Linked DNA regions of Mus musculus: all the other regions are linked to region 1. A link is a contact called in public ChIA-PET and HiChIP or PLAC-seq data. All regions are on one chromosome and are shown on one strand. The core of a region is the stretch at or near the end of the contact, and the rest is flanking DNA. Distances in the headings are between cores, read along the strand shown. Region 1 holds the start of Prr14 (proline rich 14). Region 2 holds the start of Apobr (apolipoprotein B receptor). Region 3 has its middle 12 kb from the start of Sgf29. Region 4 holds the start of 9130023H24Rik (RIKEN cDNA 9130023H24 gene). Region 5 holds the start of Ypel3 (yippee like 3). Region 6 holds the start of Itgam (integrin alpha M). Region 7 holds the start of Taok2 (TAO kinase 2).

What was found. ChIA-PET counts read pairs in DNA pulled down with a chosen protein or histone mark. HiChIP or PLAC-seq counts read pairs in DNA pulled down with a chosen protein or histone mark.
Region 2: a contact with region 1 is called in an H3K27ac HiChIP or PLAC-seq map of double positive thymocytes, with 4 times the contacts expected there. The contact joins the promoter of Apobr here to the promoter of Prr14 in region 1. A contact is called at or near these places in 1 of 39 promoter capture datasets (pre-B cells), 1 of 484 Hi-C or Micro-C datasets (uterus), 2 of 115 datasets of contacts at active chromatin or transcription factors (double positive thymocytes and memory CD8 T cells) and 1 of 9 other capture datasets (adipose tissue).
Region 3: an H3K4me3 HiChIP or PLAC-seq map of bone marrow-derived macrophages shows a contact between it and region 1, with 4 times the contacts expected there. The contact joins the enhancer-like site here to the promoter of Prr14 in region 1. A contact is called at or near these places in 1 of 39 promoter capture datasets (neutrophils), 3 of 115 datasets of contacts at active chromatin or transcription factors (T-cell acute lymphoblastic leukemia, bone marrow-derived macrophages and memory CD8 T cells) and 1 of 9 other capture datasets (liver).
Region 4: a contact with region 1 is called in an RNA polymerase II ChIA-PET map of memory CD8 T cells, with 6 read pairs. The contact joins the promoter of 9130023H24Rik here to the promoter of Prr14 in region 1. A contact is called at or near these places in 2 of 39 promoter capture datasets (erythroid cells and pre-B cells) and 2 of 115 datasets of contacts at active chromatin or transcription factors (memory CD8 T cells and microglia).
Region 5: a contact with region 1 is called in an H3K4me3 HiChIP or PLAC-seq map of embryonic limb bud, with 4 times the contacts expected there. The contact joins the promoter of Ypel3 here to the promoter of Prr14 in region 1. A contact is called at or near these places in 5 of 39 promoter capture datasets (the C10 cell line, hematopoietic stem and progenitor cells, hippocampal neurons and 2 more), 1 of 15 datasets of contacts at CTCF or cohesin (large pre-B cells), 1 of 484 Hi-C or Micro-C datasets (B cells), 9 of 115 datasets of contacts at active chromatin or transcription factors (bone marrow-derived macrophages, embryonic limb bud, embryonic stem cells and 6 more) and 3 of 9 other capture datasets (adipose tissue, liver and macrophages).
Region 6: an RNA polymerase II ChIA-PET map of memory CD8 T cells shows a contact between it and region 1, with 6 read pairs. The contact joins the promoter of Itgam here to the promoter of Prr14 in region 1. A contact is called at or near these places in 3 of 115 datasets of contacts at active chromatin or transcription factors (bone marrow-derived macrophages, memory CD8 T cells and microglia).
Region 7: an RNA polymerase II ChIA-PET map of memory CD8 T cells shows a contact between it and region 1, with 277 read pairs. The contact joins the promoter of Taok2 here to the promoter of Prr14 in region 1. A contact is called at or near these places in 7 of 115 datasets of contacts at active chromatin or transcription factors (bone marrow-derived macrophages, embryonic stem cells, extraembryonic endoderm stem cells and 4 more) and 2 of 9 other capture datasets (adipose tissue and liver).

What each region holds. Positions count from the first base shown.
Region 1 is chr7:127,469,699-127,473,576 of GRCm38.p6, forward strand. It overlaps Prr14 (proline rich 14), which reads left to right and starts at 1,916. Exons shown (of 11, transcript NM_145589.2): 1 at 1,916-2,279; 2 at 2,400-2,568. The coding sequence starts at 2,257.
Region 2 is chr7:126,582,741-126,586,618 of GRCm38.p6, forward strand. Apobr (apolipoprotein B receptor) reads left to right here and starts at 2,268. Exons shown (of 4, transcript NM_138310.1): 1 at 2,268-2,328; 2 at 2,636-3,878. The coding sequence starts at 2,272. Cln3 (ceroid lipofuscinosis, neuronal 3, juvenile (Batten, Spielmeyer-Vogt disease)) reads right to left here and starts at 3,077. Exons shown (of 18, transcript NM_001146311.2): 1 at 2,555-3,077; 2 at 1,434-1,540; 3 at 563-707; 4 at 260-356; 5 at 24-102. The coding sequence starts at 305.
Region 3 is chr7:126,635,616-126,639,493 of GRCm38.p6, forward strand. No RefSeq gene overlaps it. Among named protein-coding and RNA genes, the nearest start is that of Sgf29, 12 kb to the right of the region's middle. Within about 2 kb of position 1,701, at least 32 of the 459 cell types and tissues checked have an H3K27ac peak or open chromatin away from gene starts, as enhancers often do. A contact at or near this core is called in bone marrow-derived macrophages, where this site is marked.
Region 4 is chr7:128,236,413-128,240,290 of GRCm38.p6, forward strand. 9130023H24Rik (RIKEN cDNA 9130023H24 gene) reads right to left here and starts at 1,619. Exons shown (of 1, transcript NM_177001.3): 1 at 1-1,619. The coding sequence starts at 1,007. Armc5 (armadillo repeat containing 5) reads left to right here and starts at 945. Exons shown (of 6, transcript NM_146205.2): 1 at 945-2,177; 2 at 3,470-3,577; 3 at 3,671-3,878. The coding sequence starts at 1,715.
Region 5 is chr7:126,775,170-126,779,047 of GRCm38.p6, forward strand. It overlaps Ypel3 (yippee like 3), which reads left to right and starts at 1,794. Exons shown (of 5, transcript NM_025347.3): 1 at 1,794-1,934; 2 at 2,602-2,784; 3 at 2,885-2,928; 4 at 3,137-3,245. The coding sequence starts at 2,668. Gdpd3 (glycerophosphodiester phosphodiesterase domain containing 3) reads left to right here. Exons shown (of 10, transcript NM_024228.2): 10 at 285-476. The coding sequence ends at 458.
Region 6 is chr7:128,060,540-128,064,417 of GRCm38.p6, forward strand. Itgam (integrin alpha M) reads left to right here and starts at 2,101. Exons shown (of 30, transcript NM_001082960.1): 1 at 2,101-2,231. The coding sequence starts at 2,204. It also overlaps the pseudogene Gm22809.
Region 7 is chr7:126,882,685-126,886,562 of GRCm38.p6, forward strand. It overlaps Taok2 (TAO kinase 2), which reads right to left and starts at 2,283. Exons shown (of 16, transcript NM_001163775.2): 1 at 1,222-2,283. It overlaps Tmem219 (transmembrane protein 219), which reads right to left. Exons shown (of 6, transcript NM_026827.1): 6 at 3,535-3,631.

The DNA.
Region 1 (3,878 bases), core at 666-3,165:
TTGTCCCACCACCACTTGGCAATAAACATACATATTTGTTGTTTTGCTTGTTTGTTTTTTTTGTTTTGTTTTGTTTTGTTTTTCCAGTCATGGTTTATCAGTTTAACAGCCTTGGTTATTCTGGAACTAAGTCTGTAGACCAGGCTGGCCTCACGCTCACAAAGATCTGAAAAACATACTTTTTTTAAAAGTAATTTTTTTTTTCTTTAAAAAGATCAATCAAGCTAGGCAGTGGTGGTGCATGCCTTTGGTCCCAGCACTTGGGAGGCAGAGGCAGGTGGATTTCTGAGTTTGAGGCCAGCCTGGTCTACAGAGTTAGTTCCAGGACAGCCAGGGCTACACAGAGAAACCCTGTCTCCAAAACCAAACAAAAACAAAAAGATCAATTGAGGAAGACACCTAACAATGGTTTCTGACCTCCACATACCAACACACACACTGAGACACAGAACAGCTAATTCTTGGGGAGTTAGGAGCTTTGGTTAGGTGGTAAAGGCGCATTCATAGTGCAAGATGCCAGTAAATGACCACTTCTTCCCCACCAGTAGTCCAGCTCCTAACAAAAGGTCCTTTGGAGCAGGCTCTCCAGCATTAGGATCGACTGCTTATCTCTTATTCCAAAAGACTACCTGACACCCTGCAGAGGACAGGCTCCTCTTCCAAGAGTTACTTCTGCCAGCCCAGAACAGGAAGGACAATGAACCGGCTCCACCAAGCAACCCCAGGTTGGTTATATTAGTCGCCTTCTGAGTGGCCTGCAGACACTACCTAGGAAGAAAGGAGGGGGGGGGGGGAGGAGAGAGAGAAATGCTAGTGAATGAAGCTCACCGCACCCAGCCTTCTCCCCACTTAGGCTGTTCCTGGTCTCTCCAGAAACTGAATTGGAAGCTAGAGGCCACATCAGGCCTACTCTTTAACTTGGGATCTTCAGGTTTTCCGTCCCGCCGTCCCGACTTCCGGAACTTCAATCCTAAGGAACTTAAACCTAAGAAAATGGGAAATTCCCAAATCCTTAACATTTAATCGATATTCACCGGCGTTAAGAACAAGAAAAATTACGTTAGGTGGAGAAACTTTAGCTTTCCTACACTTGTCCAAATATAACAAGAAACGTGATATAGTAGTTGGTCGCTGACCAGCCTTTGAAAAATGACGCTTTTCGGTCGACTAGTGCTAAAATCAGACTGCCCTCAATTAAAATGGCGGTGCAGGCACAATTGAGCTTCTTTGCCCCTACGTATTATGGCGGGCAGGAGATTTCACGCAGTTTCTCCTAACCCCGGAAGACCGGAACCGGCAATTGGGCGGTGCTTAAGACACACAGAAGAAGGCCTCTGACGGTTGGACAGCGCTGCATAAGGCAGGCTTTAAAGAAGCCGGAGGTGGGAGCTGTTTGAAACCCGGATCCTTGGAAAGCTGCGGTGAGAGGCGTAGGGGAGGGGTGGGAGTGGGGGGGACCGGGCTGGAGAGAGGGCCGGGAGGCGGGGGGAGAAGAAAACGTTTGAGCCAACTGGTCCGGGGCGCCCGAGAACGCGGGGCGGGGATCCAAGTAGGGCGGGGGCTTGGGGTGGGATGTTACCGGTGGGCTGGACCTTCTGGGATTGGAGTGAATGGTCTACCGGTTGGTTTGACAGTTTATAACCCAGAATCCGGACTGAGTTCAGTGATGAGTTTAGGCCTCCCCCAAGGGGAACTTCGTTAAGCTGAAGCTCTCAGTGGGAGGAGGCAAGTTGCGCGGCTTCTGATTGGAAGAACCGCGCAGTAGGATTCTTTCCACAGAGATCCAATTTAGGCGATCTGGTAGGAGGGAGGGCTGTTACTAAGTGGAGTAATTCTTTTGGAGCTCTTGCTTGGTGGGGCGAGGACCACAGAGGAATCTAGCGGAAACGGAAGCCTCTCGGGACCGGGATCCCACCGGATCCCAGAGAACCTCAGGGAGGCATCTAACAGGGACAAAGGTCCCAGGAGGCTCGAGCGGTGGGAGAGCTGTAACCTCCGCAATCCAGTCTCGCGGCAGGTGCCAGGCAGGGCCCGAGTGATCAAGGCGGCTGCAGCGGGAAGACCCGGCTCCGAGAGGCCGGCCGGGGGCGCCCTTTGGAGGAAGGGCCTGTGCCCTACCGGGAGCCGCAGGCGGACTATGAAGGGCGGAGTCCCGGGGGAGGAACTGGCCCTCATTCCCCACTCCCCCGCTCCCCAATTTACCCCAGGCCTCAGCCTGGGATACCCCAGGGACTCCCCGGAACCGCCGCTTCCCCCATGGACTTGCCTGGGAACTCCAGGTGAGAGCGTACCCCGCCCGCCTGACTTGAGCTCGGGAGACGGGGATGCTGACGGCTGCACCCGACTACAACAGAGGCAACAACAGGTTCAGGCAACTGTCTTCTACTTTCACCCTCCAGCCCTTTTACACAGCCAAGCCTGTGCCGTCAGCCTCTATCTCGAGCATCATGGGAAGCCAGGAGCCCGAAAAGACCGAGGCTGCAGCCTTTGGGGACCCCTTCATCCCTAGAAAAGGCCTCTCGGAGGGTCCTTGCCGTGGTGTTGGAAGATGTCATGACTACAAACAGGGTGAGCCCTTTAAGTGAAAGACCACTCCCTCTTCCCTATCCTCCATCCCCGCCCTGGCTTAGTACTAAAGTCAGACCAGTTCCACTAAGCCAGCCTTCAAAGCAGCCTCCATAATGCAAGACCATATGGTTTTGGGTAATTCATGTGCCTGTCCAGTCACCCACTCACCCAACCACATCCTACTAAGTATGAAAAACTCTTCTGACTGCCCTGTTATCGCTATCCTTTGCTACTTGGTGGGTTCTTCCATCCTCCCAACCCCCTAACACTAGTTAAGAAAGAAAAAGAATAGAGAGGAAAGAGATCTCCGAATAAAGGCAAGGGAGGGAATGGGGCGATGGTAGGCTACTTTCTGCTGATTAGGGGTGTCGAGTTCCTTGGGGCAGGTTTGATCTTCGCCATCAGGATATCTACTTTCTTCTTGTGAATAATAACAAACATCCAATCAATAACCAACCCATTCCTTGGGGGCCTTAACATGAAAAGTCCCCAGAATTCCAAAAGTCATACAATTGCAGAACCTGTCTGTAGCTGGCAAAATTATGCCCCTGCTGGAGGCAAATCTTAGTAAGTTGCTATGGACAATCTAAAGCAGTCCCATATCCCACACCTGGGAGTAAAACAAAAACATGATATTTTCGTGCTTTTTAAAAAAGAAACCAAAGCCGGGCAGTGGTGGTGCAAGCCTTTAATCCCAGCACTTGGGAGGCAGAGGCAGGCAGATCTCTGAGTTCGAGGCCAGCCTGGTCTACAGAGTGAGTTCCAGGACAGCCAGAGCTACACAGAGAATCCCTGTCTCAGAAAACAAACAAACAACCCCCCCCCAAAAAAAAAACCCAAAAAAAGAAAGAAAGAAAAAAAAAACCCAAAAATCCAAAATTGTCACTTCTCTGTTCTCTTGTTCGGAAGCATGCTGGTAGTGTCTTTGGCCACAAGGCAGACATGAGAAAAATGGTACTGTCTTTTACCATTTTTCTATTTCTCTAGAACCTGGGTAAGAAGAAGAGATTACATCATTTCACGCCTGTAGTTCCTGACTAATAATATCTCACCCCTAATTTAGACCAAATCACCTCTTTTAGGGATTTTCGTGGAGTCCAGCTGAAAATCTCTTTCACCTCTGTGGCTAAGGACACAGTGAGACACAGAAGACCCTGTCCAGTCACTCTATTTCTCTGGGTTTTGTTTTGTCTTACTGAGACAGCGTCTCACCTTTTAGACCAGGCTGGCCTGGAACTCTGAGCAGTCTTCTGTGTTAGCCTCACAAATGCTGGGATTATAGGCATAAACCCAGTTTTGCTTGCATCTTA
Region 2 (3,878 bases), core at 1,018-3,517, 890 kb before region 1:
TGCACAACTCTCAGACCACTTACCAGAAACCCACTGCATTCTTCCAAAGGACACTCCGACTATCCAACCGAGGGGCCTGGGGCTCTGAGTCGGTCTCCTCCCCTGGGAGGTAGAGAAAGCATGACCCCCCACTCACTCGGGTACACGAAGGCCCCGCCTATCCCGCATGGTGTTGAGGGGGCAGGGCCAGCATCCCAACTCCTCGGGAGAGCCGCGGGCAGAGGTGGTCATTCCCAAGGCAACCGATGAGAGCACTCACTCTCAGAATCCTCAAGGCGCCTCCACGAGCCCGCAGAACTTCCCATAACATTGAGTTCGGGTCCCCCAAAGGGCCCAAAGTCAGCGTGTGTTCCGAGCTAGCTTCAAGAAAACAGATTAAAGTCTGGGACAGGTGGGTGCGAAGGATCAATGCCCCGCGGTCAGTCCCAGGTTCCGCTGTCTGCTATACACGACATGTCCGTCGAAGGATCCCCAGATCTCCAGCTCGTGTTCACCCACGCCCCACCCGCCTGACCCCGCCCCCTGCCCCTCTAAAGCAAAGCCCCCGCCCCCAGGCCTGTACCTTTAAGAGCAGCTGAACTCTCCGCAAGGTAGACGAGCAGGTTGGGGGTCACGTGACAGTACCCGTGAGCCTTCCATCACGTGCTTGAGGGTTGCTTCTTACTTCCGGGTCCTTTTTTCTCTTTTTCGCCTTTGGACTTCTCAAACTTCGGAGAATAAAAGAAGGAGAGTTCGAGAGAACGCTGGAAGCACTGATTTTGAATTGGAGTCGAAGGGAGCCACAAGTAGAGCCATGAAAAGCGGCGCTCTAGACGCCGACCAAATCTGCCAGTACTAGTCATGGCGCGGAAGGCTTCAGCTTCTTTCCTGCAGCTCTTACTTGCCTGAAACAATTATGGCTACTTTGCTGCGGATGTCCCACTACCCCACCCAACGTCCCAAGGACAAGTTCTGCTTGAGCGCAAAGGCGACCAGCCTCAAGTGTTATCTGTTGTCCTTACAGACCTATTGTAAAGACCTATAATAAGCATCTGGGAAGTAGCTGAGAGTAGATCGATTAAAAATAAACACCCACAAAACAGCATTCTATGAATTATCTGTGGCAATATTCACGATGTTACGGTTAAATCCCCTTTGCCTTACTATCCTAGAACAACAAATACCACGAAAGTTGTCCAACCCCTGGTTTTACAAGAGAAAACCAAGGTCCCTCCGCCCCACTGTGCAACAGAGGCTAGACTTTTAGCTGACTTCAGAGACTCAGCAGTAAGAAATAGAGCAAAGGTGCTAAGTTCACTGAGAAAGCTGCTATGGGTGTTTTTCCTGGTCTGTGATGTCAGCCGTTTGTCCTAATTGGAAGTTAGGAGAATGAGGCTGAGAGGATAGTTGGAATGTGTCACCTCACAGTTCCAAATAAGGAGTCCTTCCCTTACCTTCCACTCGATGGCAGGGCAGCATCTTGACCATTCTTCATCAAGCCTATTCCTCTGCTATGGATTCCAGCAGCCTCTGCCCACTTCTCCCGGGTCTTTTCAACCACCTGTCATTAAGATTTGCCGTTTGAAATATGCCCTCCTGTGGTGTTCTTCCTAGATCACTCAAACAGTGAGAAAAAGGATCCTCCTACCCAAACGAGTCTCTAGAAATTCTGCAGCCTCTGTCCTTAAGGAACTCACAGTAAGCTGTGAGGACACATGACCACAGTACAAGAATAACCATAGGTGAGGGTGTGGGCATTGAGCACCAATCCAGACCTTTCATCCCCAGAAAAATCTTAATGGCGTTGAAAATGGGAACCCAGAACTTCCAGTGGCCTTATCCTCACTTCTACAGCTTCTCCCCCAAATAAATCAGGAACCACAAACCCTAGCTTCCTCTCACTGAAGGCTGTGGCTTGGAGGAGGCGGAAATGGCTGAGGTGCGAATACAAGACCTGAGTCACTCAGGCTGCACTTGCCGAATGCCCCCTCCCCCATACCCAATTCTGAGGTCTCCTGTTTCCACTTTTTTTTTCCCTTTCCCCTTTCTGGCCCGATCCTCTGCCCTTTAGTTCCAGATGTGCACCCGAGTCTGAGTCACCTGGACACTGTTAAGCCATCCCCCTGCCTGTCATGAAGTCATCCATGAGCAGGGGGGAGGTGCACAGGGCCTGGGGTGGAGATTTGTCAGGGAGAGTCAGGGGAAGAGGAAGTGTCTTGGGTGCTGGGGAGGACTTCGTGGGTGGGGACGGATGGTCATTGTGAGCTTTCTGGACACACAGAGACCTGCAGGATGGATTTTCTCCGGCTTCGTCTCCCTGGGCTACATCAGGCTTTGAGGGGAGCACTGGTGAGAGGGGCAGAGAGATACCCGAAACTTCCACCATTCCTCGTAGTCTCACCTTTCCTCTCCCTTACAGCCTCTCCTGAAGCCTGAGCTCCCTTTCCTACAGTCAGCCAGACTCCTAGCCCAGTCCTTCCTGGGTTTCAATCTCCTGCCTCTACAAGTGTACCCACTTATTCAAGCTAGGCCTTGTCGGGGTCCCTTAGCAGACGTCCAGATCCCTGATTCTTACCTGGGCTTTGTTAACAGTGTACTCCTGGGGAAGTGGTTAGACCTCCCCTGAGTGCCTTCACTCTTCTTTCTTCTCTTCTAGGACTCCTTCAGTGCGTTTGTGTCCTACCTCGTAGGAGACACAGTCCCCACAGTAGAGAGGCAGACACAGGCAGCTGAGGAACTGGGAGAGGTGACTGAGGGGAAGGTTGTAGGAGAGGAAGCCCAGGAGGTACTGGAGGGACTTAGAAGTGGCCAGAGTGAGGGGGTAGAAGCACCCGAAGAGACTAGAAGATGCCAAGAAGGAAGTTTAGCTGGTGAACAGACCTGGGGGTGGAGAGCAGATAGCTCTGCAAGGCCCCAAGCAGAAAGGCAGGACACTGGGTCCTGGAAGGCAGCTGAGGATGCCAGGGGCCAGGAGCCAAGTGTCCCACTGAAGCCTGAGGCAGAGCCTGGGACTCACAGAGACAGGAGCAGTAATACAGCCCAGGAGATCTGGGAGCACGGTGAAGAGGAAGCAAGCAGTGGGGAGCCTCTGAGAACCTGTGAACAGAAGGAAGAAGAGGAGGAGGTGGTCAGAGCAGCAGAGTCAGGGATGGCCGAGGGGGTGGAGTCACAGCCAACCTGGCACAGCGAGCCTGGGGGGAATGCTGGCACTGAGGGGCAGCATGTGACAGAGGACAGCAAAGAGATAGACTGGGTGGCCAAAGACATGGTTGCAGAAATCGAATGGTTTGGTGCCAAAGGGATTGACAAGGAAGAGGAGAGGATGGTCCCAATGAGGGATGGTGAAAGGGCAAGGGCACAGGGGACACAATGCCCCGGGGCCGAGTCTGAGGACCAGGCCATGTTGAGTAGAGAGGCCTGGACAGTCTCAGACAGGGAGGGGGCTGATAGCCTAGGAGTTCAGGGAACAGAATACGGGTCAGACCCAGGAGACAACTTCCCAGGAACTACTGGGAGAGTCTGGGTCCTAGAAGAGGCTGACAAGGGAGACCAGCAGGATGAGGTCGACGAGAAGAGAGAGGCTGAAGTTAGGTTTCCGATCCAGACCCTGGAGGCTGAGAGAACTGGAGAGATGACTGAAGGCCACATAGCTGAAGAGGAGGCTATGGGAGAACAGGAAACAGAGGGCAGCTTTGAGGATGAGGAGAGGCAAGACTTAGCCATCAGGGATAATGGAGTGAGTCTAGAAGAAGAGGTACGGGCAGAAGAATCCTCCAGGGAGAAAAGGAACTCCTGGGCCACAGAGCCTACGCTAGTCCTAGACACGGAGGCTAAAGATGAACCTGACTGGGAAGACTCTCCAGAAGTCAGCACTGAGGAGTTGTTTGTGGGAGAGAGGA
Region 3 (3,878 bases), core at 451-2,950, 830 kb before region 1:
AGAAGAAGAAGAAAGGAAGGACTAGGGCTGAGCATGGAGTTCAAGGCCAGAGCATGCCTGCCCTTAGCTTTGAGAAGACCAGATGTCAATGTCTAGATCTGCAAGACACAGAAAAAGAAAATAAGATCCAGAGAGGCATTCTCTACTGCTTGAGTGTTTGGGCATGGGCTATTGCAAGACCCTTGCTTGGTGCTGAGGATATGAAAACAAACCAAAAACAAAAAAGAAAAAATGGGCAACTCTCAGTACCTTGTACTCTAGGAGCTTCTAGACTGGATGGTGGGAACAGTGTCCGGGGAGGAAATTACCACACAGCACAGTGAGTAATGGGCTGCTTGATATACACCTGTCCCAGAGAAGGCCATGGAAAAAATGACAGTGCAAGTCAGCTGGACCACAACATCCAGGAAGTGTCTCAGGAAATTAAGAAGAGTTTAGTTAATCAAAGAAGCCTAGTATAGGGAATTCTAATCCTGGATTCAGAGGCAATAACCCAATCTCAGAAATCTCAGTTCAGGGAAGCTCTAAAAACTCAGCCTGTCAAGTTCACTATAGTGGTACACACCTGTAATTCCAGCTCTCAGGAAGCTGAAGCACAAAGATCATGAGTTCAAGGCCAGCCTGGTCAACTTAACAAAACCCTGTCTCAGAAACACAAAAGTAGGCTGAGCATGCTGATGCACACATTCAATCCCTTCACTCACAGATAGAATCAGATGGATCTCTGGGAGTTTGAGACCAGCCAGGTCTAATGAATGAATGAATGAATGAATGAATGCATGCCCAGGCCAGCAAGTTGGCTCAACAACTAAGTGCTGGGCCACCAACCTAAGAGCCTAACTTCCATTCTCAGGACCCATCTCAGGTGGAGGGCAAGGACCAGCTCCTGCAATTTGTCCTCTGTCCTCCACATGTGTGTACTGTGACCTGAAACCCCCTGACACACACACACACTACACATACACTCACATAATAAATAACCCAATAACCAATAACAAAAGTACTATCTCTCTCCTCTCACTGACAAGGATCAGCACATGCAGGCTCTTACGCAGGAGTAGATACTGAGATTTGCAAGCCCTCTATTTTAAATGTTATGATTTTTAGAGAAGTAGTTCCTTCATAGCATAGACTTTTACTTGAGCTAAAAATGTTTGTATTCATCAAGTCTGTTCCCTGTAGAAACACTGTGGCTACGTGGGAACAGTGTCAGGTGCCTGCTACAGTCAATAAAGAGGTTGCTGTTTATAAGGCACTTAACCTTGTTTGATTTTGAAACAGGATATCTCTATGTTGTCCAGGTTGGCCTTGAATCTCTAGGCTCAGGTGATCTACTTGGCTCAGACTCTGAAGAAACTGGTATTGCAGGCCTGTGTCACCACACACCTGGCAAGAATTTAATAAGTCTGATCTAATCAGCCTGGAGCTGCTCTCAATGCTCAGTAGTGACACTACAAGATCTGTATGCTCTCTTGCTCTCTGCCAGGGCAAACTGCTCCCATAGACCTTAATATCTATATATACACACATACATACACATACACATAATAAAATGTACATATCTACATAGTAATAAAAAATGGGACCCCAGGACTAGAGCAATCGCTAAGAAGTTAAGATCTTCCAAGGGAGAGTTCAGGTCCTACACTTATTTCAGGCAGTGAACCACTACCTGAAATTCCAGTTCCAGGGCATCTTGTGCCCTCTTCTGGCCTCCTAGGGTATCTGCAATCACACTTCCCCTGGTTCTGGTTCATGCATGTACCTACATGGCCCCCCAGGGAACACACACACATACACATAAATAAAAACACCTAAACATGGTGGTGTTTCAAATCATGGTGATTCAAAATCATGCATAGGGGTGGAAAATAAAAAACAGATCGCCCAGCATTCGTTATAGGTGGAGGCAGGAGGATGGCGAGTTTGAAGCCAGTATGAATTACATGGTGAGATCTTGTCTCAAAAGGCAGGAGAGATGGCTGGCTCTCAGAGTACATGTTGCTCTGAGAACCCAAATTTGGTTCTCAGAGCTCACAATGGCCAGTTACTCTGGCTTTATGGAGTTTTGTATATGTGTATGTTTATTGTGTGTGCCTGGTCCCTGAGGAAATCATAACAGGGCATTGGTCTCCTAGAACTGGAGTCACGGATAGTTGTGAGCTGCGATGTGGGTGCTATATGGACTGGACCTGGGTCCTCTGCAAGAGCAGTAAATGGTCTAACAGTTGAACCATCTGTCCAGCCCCCCTCTTTCTGCTTTTGTATGGGGCAGGTTTCACTCTGAAGCCCTGGCTGGTCTGGAACTCACTATGTAGACCAGGCTAGCCTTGAGCTCACAGAAACTCACCTACCTCTGTGGGGATTAAAAGTATATGCCATTATGCCCATACAAAAATAAGATAAATTGTGGGAAAGAAAGAATGAAAGGAAAGAAAAGAAAAGAAAAGAAAAGAAAAGGAGAGAACATTATATTCATTTCCCTAAAATGATGCTATCTGGCTCCAGCTTTATAGCCATGTCCAGCTGTAGCCAACTTTAAGGTGAGAAATCACTCCAATGCACTTAGAGATTAATAAGGAGAACTCTAATAAAATCATGATCTGGGGCCAGGCTAATGCTATGGGATGTGAGCCACAAACAGAAATCCACCATAGGCTGGGCGTGGTGGCACATGCCTTTAATCCCAGAACTCGGGAGACAGAGACAGGAGGATTTCTGAGTTCAAGGCCAGCCTGGTCTACAGAGTGAGTTCCAGGACAGCTAGGACTACACAGAGAAACCCTGTCTTGAAAAACCAAAAACCAAAACCAAACCAAACCAAACAAACAAAAAAAGAAATCCACCATAGCTTATCAGGCTGTAATCTTACATAGGCATTCCTCTGAGGGTGGATTCTCGGGTTCCCACGCCAAGTTACATTTCTGAGCAATTAGTTCTACTAGTTTTACATGGGCAGAAAGACACTGCAGTTTTTGGTTATATTTAGATTTTAGATTACACTTTGGGGACTGAGAAACAGATACAGTGCGATACCTCTCAGAAACCATCTCTCCATTATATAGGTCTGGCTGTCCTGAAACTCACTGTGTAGACCAGGCTGGCCTGGAACTTACAGAGCACTGTTCTGCCTTTAGCTACAGAGTGCTACAATTAAATGCATGTACCTCCATGTCCAGACTGAACCTGTCTTCTAAATGGCTATCCTCCTTGGCTTCCTGCATGCTGAGATTACAGTCCTGTGCCACCATGCCCCATCTTGGAGGAGACTTAAGTGCTCAGTGCCAGGGCAAGAGGTATGTGGGTAGCATGGCACTGCTAATTTTTTTTGTGAAGGCTTCTTGGAAAAGCTAACAATGCAGCGGCTTTGCCAGGGTGTGTTTCTGGAGGGTAGGGATGCCCAGGGTAGCATTGAGGAACCTGTCCTAAACACTGCCTCCACACCCTGGTCCTAAACACTACCCAACACACCCAGCAGGCTTCCATAGACCTGTCTGTCTGTCTGTGTCTTTGAACAGTCTTGATTTGTAGCCCAGGCTGACTTGAACTCTGATCTTCTTGTCTTAGCTTCCAGAGTGTTGGGGTTGATTCTGGGCATGTGACACCACACCTGGCTTTGAAATGTTTTGTTTTGTTTTTATACAAAAAAAATGTTTTTTTCATTTACTGAGCATGAAAAGGAGAGGCGGTAAACTATATACCAGACTCTCTATAGTGGCTATAGCCTAGGCTGGGTTATGGAGAAGTTTATTTTCTCCACTATGTATTGTTGGTTGCAGACTTTGTCCAAGTTTGTAAAGGAGAAGCAGACATAAGGCAACTGTCATGAATTCCTTGTTTCACCCCTTCCTTCTGTCCTTGGATTCCATGCATACTAT
Region 4 (3,878 bases), core at 369-2,868, 770 kb after region 1:
CTCAAGTGGATGCGCTGGTGTTCAGTGAACATGGTGATCTCACTAAAGCCACGACCACATTCAAGACACCTGAAGGGCGGTTCTCCATTGTGAGTGCGCTGGTGCCGTAGGCAGTTTGAGCTGTTGGTGAAGTTCTTGCCACACTCACAGCAATTGTAGGGCTTCTCACCCGTGTGTGAACGCTGGTGTTCTAGCAGATAGGAACTTCGCCCAAAGCTGTCTCCGCACCAGGCACAGAAGTAGGGTTTCTCGCCTGTGTGACAGCGCTGGTGCTGTAAAAGGTTAGAGCTCAGGCTGAAACTCTTGCCACAGAGGCCACAGCGGTAGGGTTTCTCACCAGTGTGAGTTCGCTGGTGCTGGATCAGGTTGGAGCTAACCCTGAAAGTCTTTCCACACTCAGCACACGCATAGGGCTTTTCCCCAGTGTGCACCCGCTGGTGTTTTGCTAGGTCTGCACTGCGACCAAAGGCCTCTCCGCACTCCATGCACTTGTGCGGCCGGAGACCTGAGTGAGAACGACGGTGTTTAGTGAGATTAGAGCTGAGGCTGAAGCAACGGCCACATTCTGGGCAGGGGTATGGTTTTTCACCACTGTGAACTCGGTAATGCTTAACCAGATCTGAGCCACGCCGGAAGCTTTTGTCACACTCTGGACAGCTGTAAGGGCGGTCACACCCATGGCTGCTTTGATGGTGAATGAGATCAGAGAGACTGGGTACAGCCAACCCACAATCCCTACACTTGAAAGCTTTGGGGACTGCAGGATCACTGGTCTTGACAAAGGTTTCTTCCTTGGGGCCAGAGCCTGACCTACATAAGTACTGCTGGTCCAGCATTTTTTCCACGGGGGCTGGTTGTTCCGGCCGCGCCAGGAGGGGGCGCTCATGTAGCGCGGTCTCGCGATCCAGGGGCGACCTGGGGGCTCCCGGGAATTTTGACGTCCGGTTCTCCAGCAGCTTAGCCCCATCTAGATTCTCCCTGGTCACTTCTGGAGCCGCAAGTTCCATTGCGGCCGAAAAGCGCTCGGTTTCCTAAATGCCACCCGTTTAACTCATCAGCACAGTTGGAGAACGGGGCACTGGAGGCTTGGAGGCCGGTACCGGAAACGGAAAGGTCCCCAAGCCCGAGAGACTCTAGGAAGTGGCAGCGAACTTTCCCGGTAGGTTTAACTCTTTCATTCGCTTGGCGAGACCTTTCTGTCGGGAACTTAGCACTTTTGAAACGGCTTGGGGTTCTGCGAGTCTGTCAGTCCGGCTTTCGGAGCCATTGATCACCGCGCTTTGAGGGTTGCCAATCAAGTCTGAACGTCGCCGACAAGGACGTACCGGGAGCGAAGTGGCTAAGTCACGTTGGGGAGCACAGGACAGCACTAAGACTCCACCGCGGGGCGTCTGATCCTAGGAGCAACAGTTCACTCTTCGGCCCCGGGAGGAGTTTCTCACCCACTTAAACTGCACTAAGCTTGGCGCCGACTACATATCCCAGCATGCACCGCACGCGCCTCTTACTTTCCCACAGATAAATACCATTCTCGCCATGTCTTCTGCGACTGTGCAAGTACCGGAGTTCCAGAATCTAGAACTTGAACTTCCGACTCGCAAGATAACTGCGGCGGCGCTATTCCGAGGAGCAGCCTGGCCACGCCCCCCTCTTCCAGTTCCGCTCTCTCAGAGTACCGGCGAGACGCGGGGCGGAGCCTGAGGCCCGGGCCAAGATGGCGGCTGCGAGACCGGCCCTTACGGACTCGCTCTCGTTTTGCCTCGCGCAGCTCACGGCGGCGGCCGGGGAGGGGCCAGGTGGGGGAAAGGACCCAGCTACCAACGAGACACCCCTGGGCCGCGCGCTCTTAGCTCTTCGCACGCGCCACATCAAGGCGGCAGAGGGGATTGAGCGCTTCCGGGCACGCGGCGGGCTCCGCCCCCTTCTCGCCCTGCTCCGCCGAACGGCTGCTGCGGGCCCCGCCCCGTCCCAAGCAGCCTCTGGCTCCGCCCCTTCGTCGGTTGCGTCAGCTGGTTCTACCCCTGGCCACGCCCCCGCTGCCGAGTCGCTCTTGACGCCTTCGTTGCCAATGCGCCTGCGCAAGACGCTGGATTTGGCGCTCAGCATTCTAGCCAACTGCTGTACAGAAGGGGCGTGCCGGGCCGAAGTGCGGAGACTTGGAGGCATTCTCCCTTTGGGTAAGTGCTCCGCCCCCATTTCTTAGAAAGGTTCCAACCCACAGTATCTGCGCTGCCCTTCCATTATGCCAGGCCTCTGAGTACATGCTTTGTGATGGTGCAGCGCCACTCATCTCCTCAGGTGTGATGCTATGTGACGTCACTGCTCTCTCCATAAATTAGACCTGGACCTGCCCAGACCAGAAGTAGATACTGACTCCTGCCTCACTTTTGAGCAAGTGGCTTATACTTTGTTTTTGGTGCTTCTCGGGGACAGTACCCGTCCCTGTGCAAGGCTTCACATGGAAGAGCAGGAGGCCAGAAAGTGTAGTTTTAAAAGTTAGAAAGTGAGTTTAAAAGTCAGACATACCAAGCAAATCACCCAACCCCTCCAAAGCAAGAATTCTTTGTGTAATAACAATAGCTACCCGACAGGATTGAAGTTGAGTAGAAAATGAAATTCAAATGTACAGTGCCCAGACTCCAAGCATAAGTGGGTACTTAAACACAGGAAACAAATTCCAGCAGAGGATCAGCCTTTCTGTGTACCGGGTGATTTGGCGCCTCCTTATGGTGATGATGGGAACAAAGTTGCATCATTGCCTGTCCTGTATCTCAATTTTGACAAAAATCTTAATTTTTAAAGTGAAGCATTTTTATATTTAAACTTGCATAGATTGCAAGTAATGTGTTTGACAGTAGGCTTGATGGAATGCCAAGTTCTCTCTAACCTTGCCTGCTGTGCTGGGCCGTATTGCCTTTTGATTGGCAGGGATAAAAGTTAACTTGGTTCAAGCCAAGTTACCTGGACTACATGACCACTTCAGCCGCTCTTCCTGACATATTCCTTTCTCTGGTAATACCCTCCCACCGCAGTTGCCGGAGTGTATCTTGTCATTCCCCTTAAAGCCCTTTGGTGGCTTCTGTGGCCTTCACATTTATATTTTGACTCCTTGGACAGGCATTTGAGGGGCTTTGTGAAATCATAGCACAGACACTTTTACCCTGGGGCATTTGGAAAAGCTGCTGCAAACCATTTACCATCCCTCGGGCAAATATCCATTCAGTCAGTCCTCCAGCTCTTGCTCCTCTTTTAGCATCTTCTGAAGACCTTCTCTAACCCTCACCTCTCTTTCCTCTCCCTCCCTCCCCACTCTCTCCTTGAGATGTTGGGGCTTGGCTCAGGGTTTGGTACAAGCTAGACAAGTACTCTGCCTCTGACTTATATCCCCAAACGTTTGCCACATTCTTGCTTTGGTTGATTAGAAACAAACAAACAGTAGAGCCCTCAAGCAGACAAACTGTCCTTGCAGTGACCATTCTTCAGTGTGTGAAGACAGACAGCATCCAGAACCGGACAGCGCGTGCCCTGGGGAACTTAGCCATGGAGCCTGAGAGCTGCAGGGACATCCACTCTGCTGGTGAGAGGCTGTGGGAGTGGGCCAGGCAGAGATTCGCTGTAGGGCTTGGATGTCTACCCTTGCTCATTACGTATCTTCCTCTTCTCCTTTTAGGTGCTGTTCCCTTTCTTGTTGAGAGCCTTACCGCCTGCCAGGACTCACAGTGCCTACAGAGCATAGTTCGTGCCCTCCGCAACTTGGCAGACTCACCCCAGCACCGTCTAGCCCTGGCACAGCAAGGAGCAGTGCGGCCACTGGCTGAGCTCCTGGCTACCGCCCCAGACCCTGCACTGACTGCGGCCCTAGTCCGTGCTCTCTTGGA
Region 5 (3,878 bases), core at 544-3,043, 690 kb before region 1:
ACTAGCTAACCCCAGCGGGCTGCTACTCTGTGTAGCCCAGATGGCCTCCCAAGTGCAGAGTTACAAACATGCATGGCCACACTTGGCTCCAAGATCCTATACCTAAGTTTTGACAGGAGCTGTGTTTAATAACCAATTTGGAAATTTCTAAAAAAGATAACCATCAGCTCCAGGACACCCGGTTCTGGGAGGTCTGTGCAGAAGGAGGGGCTGCCACCTCCTGGACGCGAAAGGAAGCTTGGGGTTGGTGTTTGGAAACTAACTTGTTTTCTTCCTCTGTTCAGGTGCTATTTTGGTGCCTTAATGAAGAATCGGATTTTGAAGTGGCCTTCAGCTTGGGAGCCAATGGCGTCATGACCGATTACCCCACAGCCCTGAGACACTACCTGGACAAGCAGGAAGAAGAGACCCAGCCTCCTCAGCCTGAGGCCCTGTCCTGTCTTTCTCTTAAAAAATAAATATTTTCTTGTCAGTAACATAGTTCATGGAACAAGGGGTTGGAGGGTCGATTCGGGAGGCTAAAAAGATGGCATTAGCGGCTGGGGATGGAAGTTGGTGGTAGAAGGCTTGCATACCATGAATGCAGCTCAGAGTTTACTGCAAGCAAGTGCACATAGCATCTTAGGAGAGATCAAGAAAGCCTGTGGTGAGCTAGGCCTAGGCTTTAACCTCAGTACTTGGAAGGCAGAGGCAGGTGGATTTCTGTGAGTTATAATGCCAGGGCTACAAAGTGAGACTCTGCCCACTGACACCCCTGCAAATAAAAGCCTGGGGGTGTCAGTAGGCTGGCCCACTTGTTCCACTACATTCCAGACCCAGCAGAGTGGCACCACACCCTGTGCCAGCTTGGCCTCCACTCTAAAGCATGCTAGCCCAAGCGTCCTGGACCTAGACTCTAGAGATTCAGAGATGAGTGGTTGTCCTGAAACCATTAAGAGACCCAGGCATATGCAAGGGACGGAATTTCCTCATGTTACTGATGTTGGGCACCTTATGTGCTGAGCTGTACTGCAGCAGGCAGGCATGGATTAGCTCGCAGGCTCTCCCACAGTACCTGCTGTCCACTTTCTGATCTCCAACATTGGAGTTCATTTAATAAATATTCCCAGTGCAGCACTTTTCAAGCCTGCCTGGTTCCTGGGACTCTGCAGTGAACACAAGTCTAAGTATACCAGACACACGATTAAACAGACATTTTCACTGGGGTCAGACCTACAGAAACCTCGAGGTCAGGCATACCAGAGAATGCCTGGAGCAGATGATGCTCAGCAGTAGAGATTTTTAAAGCGTTGGTTCCTGGGAGTCTAATAGAAGGACACCTTTAGTTCCCTTCTAACAATCTGTTCCACGTGCTTGGGAAAAGTGTGAATTCCAACTTTGACTCTTACCATCTGGATAATCTCTGGAGAGGATCTCTTCTCCAAGCCTCAGGAAACTGGTCAAATGGAGACAGTGGTCTGTGGATAAACGAAGACAATTACGACTATTTCCCAGGGGTTTGCATACAGATAACACGCTCTTATTAGCCCCATGCCGGGTTAGGATCCTTGTCTCTGAGCACCCGAGATAGCAGAGCAGCAGAGGTGCAATCACGCCCGGGTTAGCCTCTGGGTTAGGCTGCAAGTCGTAGCCGCATTTCCGGGCGAGACGGCTAGCGGGAGCCCGGAGCAGGGGGAAGGGCAGCCCAGCCTGCGCTGGCCGCCGTATGACGCGCCCCCTCATTTGCATGAGGCGCTCCGATTGGCCACGAAGGCCGCCGGGACAGGAGGCCGGCCCCCTCCCCCTCCCGCCGCAGCCGCGGCAGCAGCTGGTCTCGGTGTAAACAAGTCGAGGCGGCTGTGAACCGGGCCGGGGGGGACGGCGCCCATCAGGAGCGCCCCCCACTCCCAGGCCAGGCCACCCCGCGGACCGGGCCCTCCACGCGCCCAGGCGAGGTGAGGCCTGGACCGACGTCTCTGCGCGTTGCCCCGCGCCCCCGCCCCGCAAGCGAGGACTGCCCCTTCCCCCGCGCACGCCCCCATCCCCTCGCCCCAGGTGAGCCCCGGGGTCTCAGGTAAGGCTTGGCGATGCAGGTAAGATTCCCCTCGGCGGAGATGAGGCTCAGCGCCTGCAGGTAAAAACCCCTCCTCTCTCTAGGGGACCCTCTTCCTTTGGGGAGGCCTGCCTCCTCCAGGTGAGAGACCCTTTCCCCAAGCGAACTCCATATACCCCACATTTGCCCTATCACTAGTCCAACTAGGGTCCCAAGGACCAGTCAGTTTCTGCCCCCCCCCCCCATTCCTCAAAACTGAAAACTGGCAGCCCATCCACTCTGAAGCCCCTTCTTCACGTTTCAGATGCCAGTTCAGATGCCAGCTCAGCAGGGGTGAGGCCAGAAGCTGGTGGGTGACTCACCTAGAGCTCCTCCTAGCCTCAGTTTACCCGCTGATGCAACCTGAGGCCTCCTCAGTGAGTCAAAACTGAGATGACTCTGGTCCCTGGTGAGACTGCTGGCTCTAGGGAAAGGAGAGAGCAGCCAAGTGTGACAGAGTCCCCATAGTTCTGGGCTTGTCTACATGTGTGTGGCCTTAGTCCTGATCGTCCACCTCTCCTTCCTGGCAGGCACTGGGCTCCCTCTGCTCCCCGTGGGCCGCTCCCCGCGTGGGGCCACTGCCCTTGGCCCCCGCCATGGTGCGGATTTCAAAGCCCAAGACGTTTCAGGCCTACTTGGATGACTGTCACCGGAGGTATAGCTGTGCCCACTGCCGTGCTCACCTGGCCAACCACGACGACCTCATCTCCAAGGTAAGCAGGTCACATTTTAGTCTAGAATGGCAATGGGCTGCCTGGCAACTCCCCACCAATAGCCCTAACCCCCTCCTCTCGTCTCCCCACTACCCTCCAGTCCTTCCAGGGCAGTCAGGGACGTGCCTACCTCTTCAACTCTGTGTGAGTATTCATCTCCTTCCTTTCTTTTCCTGACCTCTGTTGTGACCTGTGACTCCCTGGTATGCTGATATTCCCAGAGTCCCTTGTTTCTGACAGGAAGCCATGATCAGGCTCCTCTTAGAGGCTAAGACCAGACACTTAACATACTAGCTAGAGGGTGGCTCTGGGCTGCTGAGACCCTCCCTGGGACTACCCTTTGTCCCCACAGAGTGAATGTGGGCTGCGGGCCAGCAGAAGAGCGGGTGCTGCTGACAGGTCTTCATGCTGTCGCTGACATCCACTGTGAGAACTGCAAGACCACTTTGGGCTGGAAATATGTGAGTTTGAGATCTCTGACCCTAGGCTGGCCTTTGACCTAACCTCATCCCTTCTTCCTTAAAAGTATCTGCCTTTGCCTTTCAGAGTACCAGTGGCCCAGCACAAACTGGCTTTCTTTCCCCAGTGACTGGCGTTTGTCCATTGCAGGGCTTTGAGGGTGTTCTCTTCCCTCGAAGGATTTGCACCCCTGTCCTAGATGATTAGCATCATGTAGAATCACCATTTATCAATTGCTTATCTGCCATGCATGTGAACACATGGCACATAGTCTCTCGATCATTACAGCTATTCTGGTGGCAGAGTCTGTTCCAGAAGACAAGGAGGTCTGAAGATGCTAGGACATTTGCCCAAGATCACACAACTAAGACTCTGTAGCAATGTGGAAACTAGGTCCCCAGATCTCTGCATAGCTCCTGTCACTTCTGATGCTGTCTAGCATCTGATTTCACAACCTCAAGTCTCATTTCCTTACCTGGCATGGGAGCATAAAGCCACTACCTGGCACAGAATATCATTGTGAGAGTCAGATTACACGTAACAAAGTTATTCCTTATACACTTGAGGATAGCATAGGGAATTGGGCACTTGGCATGTTTCTAGAAGCTGGATGCCCCATTGCAAAGACAGTCCTA
Region 6 (3,878 bases), core at 851-3,350, 590 kb after region 1:
AGCCTCTGTGTTGCCAGGCTGGGCTGCTCCGCTGCCTTGCCTCAGGGGTGCCTGGAGCACTGCTGGAGTGCTGCTCGCCCAGGTGAGGCAGAATGAAGTCCCCGGTTGAGGCAAACACTAGAGTCTGGGAGCCCAGTTTGATTCTGAGTGAGTGCCACGAGAGTGCGGAGGGGCTGGGAGAGAGAAGGTCCTCTCGCCTTCTCTAGGCATGGCTCTTTAACACCCCTACCCCCCATCCTTAATGAAAACGTGGTCCTTGTTCCAACTGCTTTATTAGATGGCAGATGTGAATGCATGCACCTTACTCAGGGTGAGACAGGGATTAAATATCTCTTGTGGGAAGGACTGCCCAGGAAGGGAAGCTCATTGGCTGAACACTGGGGCCTATGTAGATTCCTCATTAGCATGGAGAACTCCAGGGTTTTTATGCTGTATGACTGGCTACCATGGCTCTCAGTGGGGTGTCATGGTTATGCGTTCCAGAGCAGGTAGAATTAGGCAGGGAGTTGAGCCCACTCCTACAATTCACATGGGTTCTGGAGATTCAAGGATTTGAACTCAGTCTTACCAGTTCTTCTGTCTGGTGGCATGGTTCCACTTGCCCCACATGTGTGTGTGTCTGAGTGTGCATGTAATAACTTTGAAACAAAGTATATAGAATTTTATTTATCTATTTTCCAGCAGGTAAACATCTACTTCCGTCGACTATTGTAAAATATAACTAGGAACAATAGAAAATGTGTCAAGATGAAGAGAAGGAAGCCAGGCCTGGGTGCATGCCTGTAGGTCTATGGCTGGGGAGGTTGAGGCAGGAGGATGACTGAGTCAGTGAGCTCAAGATCAGCTTGGACAACACATTGATAATGTAGAGAACAAGGTCCACGAGGTGGCAGGTAAAGGTGCTTTGTCACCAAGCCTGAGGACCTGACCTTGATCCCTGAGACCTGCATGGTGGAAGAAGAAAACTGACTCCAGCAAGCTGTGCTCTGACCTTCATACTTACACAGTTGAAACCCACAAGCATTCACACACACACACACACACACACACACACACACACACACACACGCACCAAATAAATAAGTAGATGTAAACAAGACAAAAACAAAACAAAACAAAACAAAACACAACCCAGAGAGTAAAGAAACCACTTTTTTTCTCAGCCAAGGGAAATGTACACAGTGCCCCATACCATAAGTCACGTAGTCGAGTATCCTAGATTTGGGAAAATCACGGGTCAGCACATTCCAAGTGCAATGGGTGTGCCTCGCTTGGGAAAACTACCTTCCTGATCATAGTGTCTCCCCTGCCAGGTAAGTACGAGAAACCACTGTTTTTTAAGAACAAGAACTTCGAGTAGACTCCACATGCAGCAAGGCAGGAATGGTTAAATATCTCCCAATACATCCTTCAGTTCCACTGTGTATAATAACATCAAGTTCTGTTTTCAAAATACTTTCATGAATTATATAGAGCACCACACTATGGCTAGACGCCGATGGTTTCTTTCCTCTTTGGGTATGTGTGCGCATGTACCATGGCGTGGATGGAGAGATCAGAGGAGAGCTGGGAGGAGCTGGTTCTTTTCTTCAACCGTATGGAAACTGGGGATTGGACACAGGTGGTCAGCGCTTAGTGGCAAACACCTTTACCAACTGAGTCACCTAGCTGGACCAACTCTTGGCTGTTTTTTCTTTTTGAAGAGATTTGTTATGCCGTATGTATGTGGGTGTTTTCCCTGCATGTTTGTCTGTGCATGAGTGCTGAAGGGAGCACCAGATGCCCTGGGACTGGAGTTATAGACAGTTTCTGAGCCTCCATGTGGGTACTGGGAGCAAGATGTGGGTCCCCTGGGAGACCAGCCTGATCCGAAACACTGAGCCTACTACTTAGCTTTTTTTTTTTTTTTCCATAATATTTGAGCTATCCCAGAGGTAGACGGGTGTCAGATGGCACCTTTGGGTGTAACCCTGATGGTTCGGGCCAGGAAACGGCATCAGGGACTGTTTTCTCCCGGAGGAAGGCTACAGAGGGCTGGGTGCTTGTAGAGCCTCCGCCCTCTTTCTTTGAGTCTCTCATAGCTTTTTCCTCATACTTCTCTGTTTTTACCCCTCCCTCCTGGCCTTGGTGGCTTCCTCAAAGTGTCTGTGGTGCCTGAAATACCACAGTTCACACTTCTTTCAGGGCCTTGTTCCTTTAAGTCATGACTCTTAAAGCTCTTCTGGTCACAGGTATGTCGGCGGGGTCTTGGGGGATCCTCAGGGTGGGGAGAAGGGGGTCCTCAGATTGGAAAGGAGGGGATCTCTTGGATCTATGAATGGAGAGGAAGGTCATAGGAAGGAGTAGGTGGGGAGAGATCAAAGGTTTTAGGGAATGTGGATACCGAGACTTGAACTCAGGTGGTCGGTGTTTAATGGCAAGCACCTCTACCAATTGAGTCACCTTGCTGGACAAACTCTTGGCATTTCTTTGAAAAAAGGGAATCATTGAGTGTGTGGGTGTTTTACCTGGATGCAGGTCTATCCATCAGGTGTGTGCAGTGCTAGTGGAAGTCAGTAGCGGGTATCAAAAGGGGAGGGGGATCTTTTGGATCTGTGAGTGGAGAGAAAGGTCAGGGAATAGGAAGGAGCTAGGTGAGGAGAGGCAAAGGGCATTAGGGAAGGATAAAGGATTCCAAAAGAAAAAGAGCAGAGGTAGGCAGGAGGAATAGTTAGGGATGCATGGATGAAGGACTAAATCCATCGATGCTGTGAGGGTTGTTTGGCAGACAGGCTACCAGGATCCAGAGAGGTGAAGGAGCTGCACCAGGGAGCGCAGCGGATACATTTCCGGCTGTGTTTCAACACATACCACTTCTCCTTAGTCTTACGTTCTAATTACCAAGAACCTAGTGTGGATGTTTGTTGAATGACTGATAATCAAAAAAAAAAACTGTTTTGTTTCCTTTTATGTCTACTTTTGTAGAGAGGGAGTCAAGAAGGGAAGGAACTACTTGAAACTTGCATAGGAAGGAAAATTTCTAACTGAGCCCTTTGTTGTGTAAACCATTGTGGTTGTGACAGTGGGGGAAGAGGCCATTGTGGGCTTAGAAAGGGACTGGTCATACCCCATCATAGGCATTTGTGCAGGCCTTTGAGCCTGCGTCAGCATATTTGGCCTGTGGGTTAAATACTCTTGCTACCTGTCTTAAAAGACAAACATCTATCATCCATCAATGATAGAGGATGCTAGCTTTACTCCCAGTGAAGTGAAATGTCACTCCTTAAGAGTCTCATTCATCTCCTGGATAAACCTGTATCACAAAAATTGTGATAATGGGCTACAGTTTGAGATTCCTTGATGAAAACTTGGTAGATAGAGGTGAAGCCCAGGGCTTGCCTAGTATGTACAAAGCTCTCAATTTGATCCCTAGCACCAGATAAACTGGATACAGTAGTGTACACCTGTAATTCCTGCACCCTGGGGGTGGGGTGTAGAGGCAGGAGAATCAGGAGCTTAAGATGGTCTTCAGCCTAGGATGTGTGAGACACTGTCTTGAAAAGCTCTTCAAGCTGGGTGTGATGGCACACACCTTTAATCCCAGAACTGGGGAGGCAGAGGCAGGTGGATCTCTAAGAGTTTGAGGCCATCCTGTTCTACAGAGATAGTTCCAGGATATCCAGGGCTACTCAAAGAAACCTTGTCTTGAAACAACCACACCAACACCACCTTTTCCTCTATGGTCTTACTATGCAGTCCTGCTGGTCTGGAACTCACTGTGTAACCAGCTGGTCTTCTGTAGAAAAAGAGGATGGATTTCTGTGTGGTGGCCCACCCCTGCACCCCCAGCATTTGAGAGGTAGAATGGGAGACAGGAAGACCAGGAGGTCTAGGTTATC
Region 7 (3,878 bases), core at 1,033-3,532, 590 kb before region 1:
CTCACTCATACTCAGAGCACTTTGTAGACACCAAACAAATGGCTTTTCCTTCTCTGATTCCAGAGTTGCCAGAGGCTTTACTCCTGGGAGCGAGGGGGCACAGAGAGGGGCTCATTCTAACTCAACAGCTAAGAAAAGGCTAAAGCCATCACTTTTTAGAAGAGAGAACTATCTCTGGAACACGGGCCAAAGTGTGGGATCAGAGTAAAAATGAAGGTCACGTTAGAAAAACACCCATGAGGAAGAGCACAAAGCAGAGCTTCCTCTCAGGAAAAGCTCCTTCTGGAGAGGAAGATCATTACACCCCCAATTTCTAAACCTCACCCTGATACATTCCCCCGCGGGTCCCTCATCAAGCCCAGGCTCAGAAGAAGTGGGTATCCAGTCAGGGACAAGACTTGAGTTAAAATCCTGAATCTGTCACTCAGTGACCTTGAACAACTTTGCTGAGCATCAATGTTTTCAACTGTAAAATGGGAAGACAATAATAAGAGTTCCCACAGGTTGAGTAGGAGTATGTAGTATGGAAAAAAATGTATGCAAAAGCGCTCTGTAAAGGATAGGTCACTTGACAAATATATGAGATTATTTACACCATCTCAGCAAGAGACAGGGCTGGAGGAAATATTACCCCCTCACACACACACACACACACACACACACCTTTGCAAGGACAAAAACTCCAACTAAACCAAGCCAGAAAAAAATATAAGTTCCCAGTGTGGTGGCTTGCACCTGTAGTCAAAACTGTAAAGAGGTTAAAGACTGGACTCCAGGGCCAGATCGACCACCCAGGGCTACAGAAAGGCTGTCTCAATCTAAATAAATAAATAAGCCAGTCCACCTACATGGGAATCAACACCCTAGAGCAGTCTTGGGGAAAAAAAAAAAAAAAGAGTATAATAAAATCATGAAGAGGTGGTTGTGAGGGCAAAATTAATAAAGACTAGAAAGGTGGAAAGCCATTTGATTGGCTAAGCATCCTAGGGCGTGACCCTTGGTGACAAGACAGGCCCTGTCACCTGAGAGTACCCCTTCAACCAGACACAATGAAGGCAAGAGAAAGGGAGAAGAGGTAGCAACAGAAGCAGACTGGGCTGGCCAGAGACTGACCATGGGCCCAACAGGAATCCCTATCCTGAGGAGAGGGCCTACCCAGCCCCAGCTTCTCGGCATGGAGCTGACCAGAGGGGCTCATGCCCATACACCCATGTCTCTCACCTGGTAGGGGTCACTATGGTGCCCCAGCGCCTCCGCTTCCGCCTGGGGTACTCCAGTTGCTCTGACAAGCAGGGAGAGGGGCAAGGAGACCTTCCCCCTCGCCACCTCTTCCTCAGCTTTCGCCCTTCCTGAGGGGCGGGCCCGGGAAGCCTCCCCTGGAGGGGAGGGGGTGACAACCTGATCTGACCTCGCGGTCCAGTCCTCCCCCAACTCGAGGGCGACAGTTGCTGAATCCCGGATTTCCGATTGTGGGGTCTGAGCCCCGTATATTTGCAAGGGCTAAAAATGAGTCCGATATCTGATCGCTTGGAGGATGAACCCCGGATATTGGTGCACACAGGGTCCTGAATCCCAGGTATTTTAAATTCTATAAAACAGAGACCCAGGTTTGTAAAGGTTGGGACTTTGGGTCCCAGATATCTGATATACGAGGGTTTGATACCTGGGTATCTGAGAAACAAGGGACCAAGCCCCAAAATTTGGGACCCAGGGGCCTGAGCCCCAGGTCTTCGGCCACGACAAGGGGCCCACCCCGAGGACGCCCGGCTGCACGGCCCCTCTAAGGCTGGGGTCCGAGAGTGACAGCCCCTACTCCAGCCCTGGCCTACTCCCTTTCCCGTCCTCTCTCTCCGGAACAGCTGAAGGACTGTAGCGGAGGCGCTGCTGATGGTCCCTGTGCCTCACTCCCTTTCCTTTTCGTCTCAGCTTCTCACCGCACCACAGCCCTGCTCTCGTCCCGGCCTCCCTCTCTCTCCCTCTCTCTCTTCCTCCCAATTCCAAGATGGAGACCGGGCGGGAGCGCGCAGGCGCGGTATGCACGCCGGGCCAAAGGGGTGGGGCCCCAAAGGAAATAGCCCCGCCCCTCGCCAGTAGCCGCCGCGGCCCAGACGACAAGCTGCCTTCGAGCCCAAGTGCGCGCGCGCCCCGCCACGCGGATCCTTGGTGGGAAGAGGAGAGGAGAAAGGCTTGGCTTGCTTGGGGTGGAGCCCAAGCGCGCGGTCCAAGGACTGCTGGTGGAGAGAGCTGTGGCGCATGCGCCCGCCACGCTTTCGCGCTGCGACTGAGCCTGTTGCTAGGGGAAGCTCTGAGGGGGTGCTCTAGGAAGGAAAGCTGTGGTCTGCGCCTGCGTGCAGGGTAAAGGCTGAAAGGAGTAAAGCAAGGCTGCTGGCAGCTGGGCGCCGGAAAGGCGGGAAACCGGACCATTATTATGTTCACAAGTATCTAAACTAAACCTGAGCTCCCAAGTGCGAGAACGATGTGCCAAAGTTCGGAAAACCCAATGGGTCAAATCCCTACTGGAAAATTGAGGTCCAGTAGGATTGTATAACTTGCCAAAACGCATTAAGCATTTCATACACAGAACATCAATTTAAGTTCATGGAAGAAAACAAATGACAAAGTAGCACAGTTGTGTTCACAGTGTGTCTAAAGAGTATATAGTGCTAGATTAATGCTTACAATTCCAGCACTCAGCAAGCTGAGGCTGAGGCAGGAGGATACCAGTTCTGCAGGGTATGTAACCTAATGGAGTTCCAGTATCAAAAACAAAAAACAAACAGACACACAAACAAACAAAGAACAAAAAACCACAAATATTTTCCAAAGCAAATCCACCAACACGGCCACAGTTTTAAGTGACCTATGCCAACTTGTATTTCAAACTAAGGTCAACAAGGGTAACAAGACGCTAATCATCAGGAAACTAGAGAGGGTGACATCCAAAGATTTTGAGTTCCAGGCCAGGGGGCCCAGGCTTTTCATCCCAGCAACTTGAGAGGTAGAGGCAGGCAGATCTCTGAATTTGAAGCCAGCTAGGGCTCTATAGTGAGACGTGACAAAACAAGGCTGGGGAGCCTGTTCAGTGGTAGAGTGCTTGCCTGCCTAGTGTAGGCGAGGCTCTACATTCAACCCACAGTGCCACAAAATTGGACAGGAGCAAAATGACTAAGTATGTGCTTGCTGAGAAAAGGCTGGTAACCTGTGTTCTATCCCCTGAACCCATGCAAGGGTTGAGGAAGAGAGCACAACTGCTCTGGGACCCCCATGCACGGGCCATGGCATGAGCACACCCAATAAGAAAGAAAAGCCCCCATGGAGTGGTGGCATGTGCCTTTCATCCCAGCACTTAGGAGGCAAAGGCAGGAGGATCTCTGAGTTCTAGGCCAGCTTGGTCTGCAAAGTAAGTTCCAGAACAGCCAGGGATACATAGAGAAACTGTCTCGAAAAACAAAACAAAAAAATTCTTTTACGTCAACAAGGAAAAGTCCCCAGTATTTACTTTAATCCAATCCCCAGTAAGTACCTTACACAATAGTAGTCAAAAGCCATTTATTTTCCCACAGTCTAGTTCTTCACTTTTTGTAATAGGTCTTCTAAACTCAGAAGTGGGCCCCAAGAACTTGACCTGTACCTGGAGAAAAGGAAGAAAACAGGACAGGTAAGAAAACCCCTGGATGAATTTCTGCAAGGATTCAAAAATCAGAGGAAGCGACATCTAGGGATAGGTTCTGGCACTCAATCCCACTGGGGTAGCCTTGGAACTCTAGGATCAACCAGCAGCCAAAAAGCTAGATGCCTTTTCCCACTTCCGAGTGAATAGGCTCCACTGTTTCCTATTGTAAAAAGATGGGTGGTGAGGCCTGGCCCAAAGGAAAATT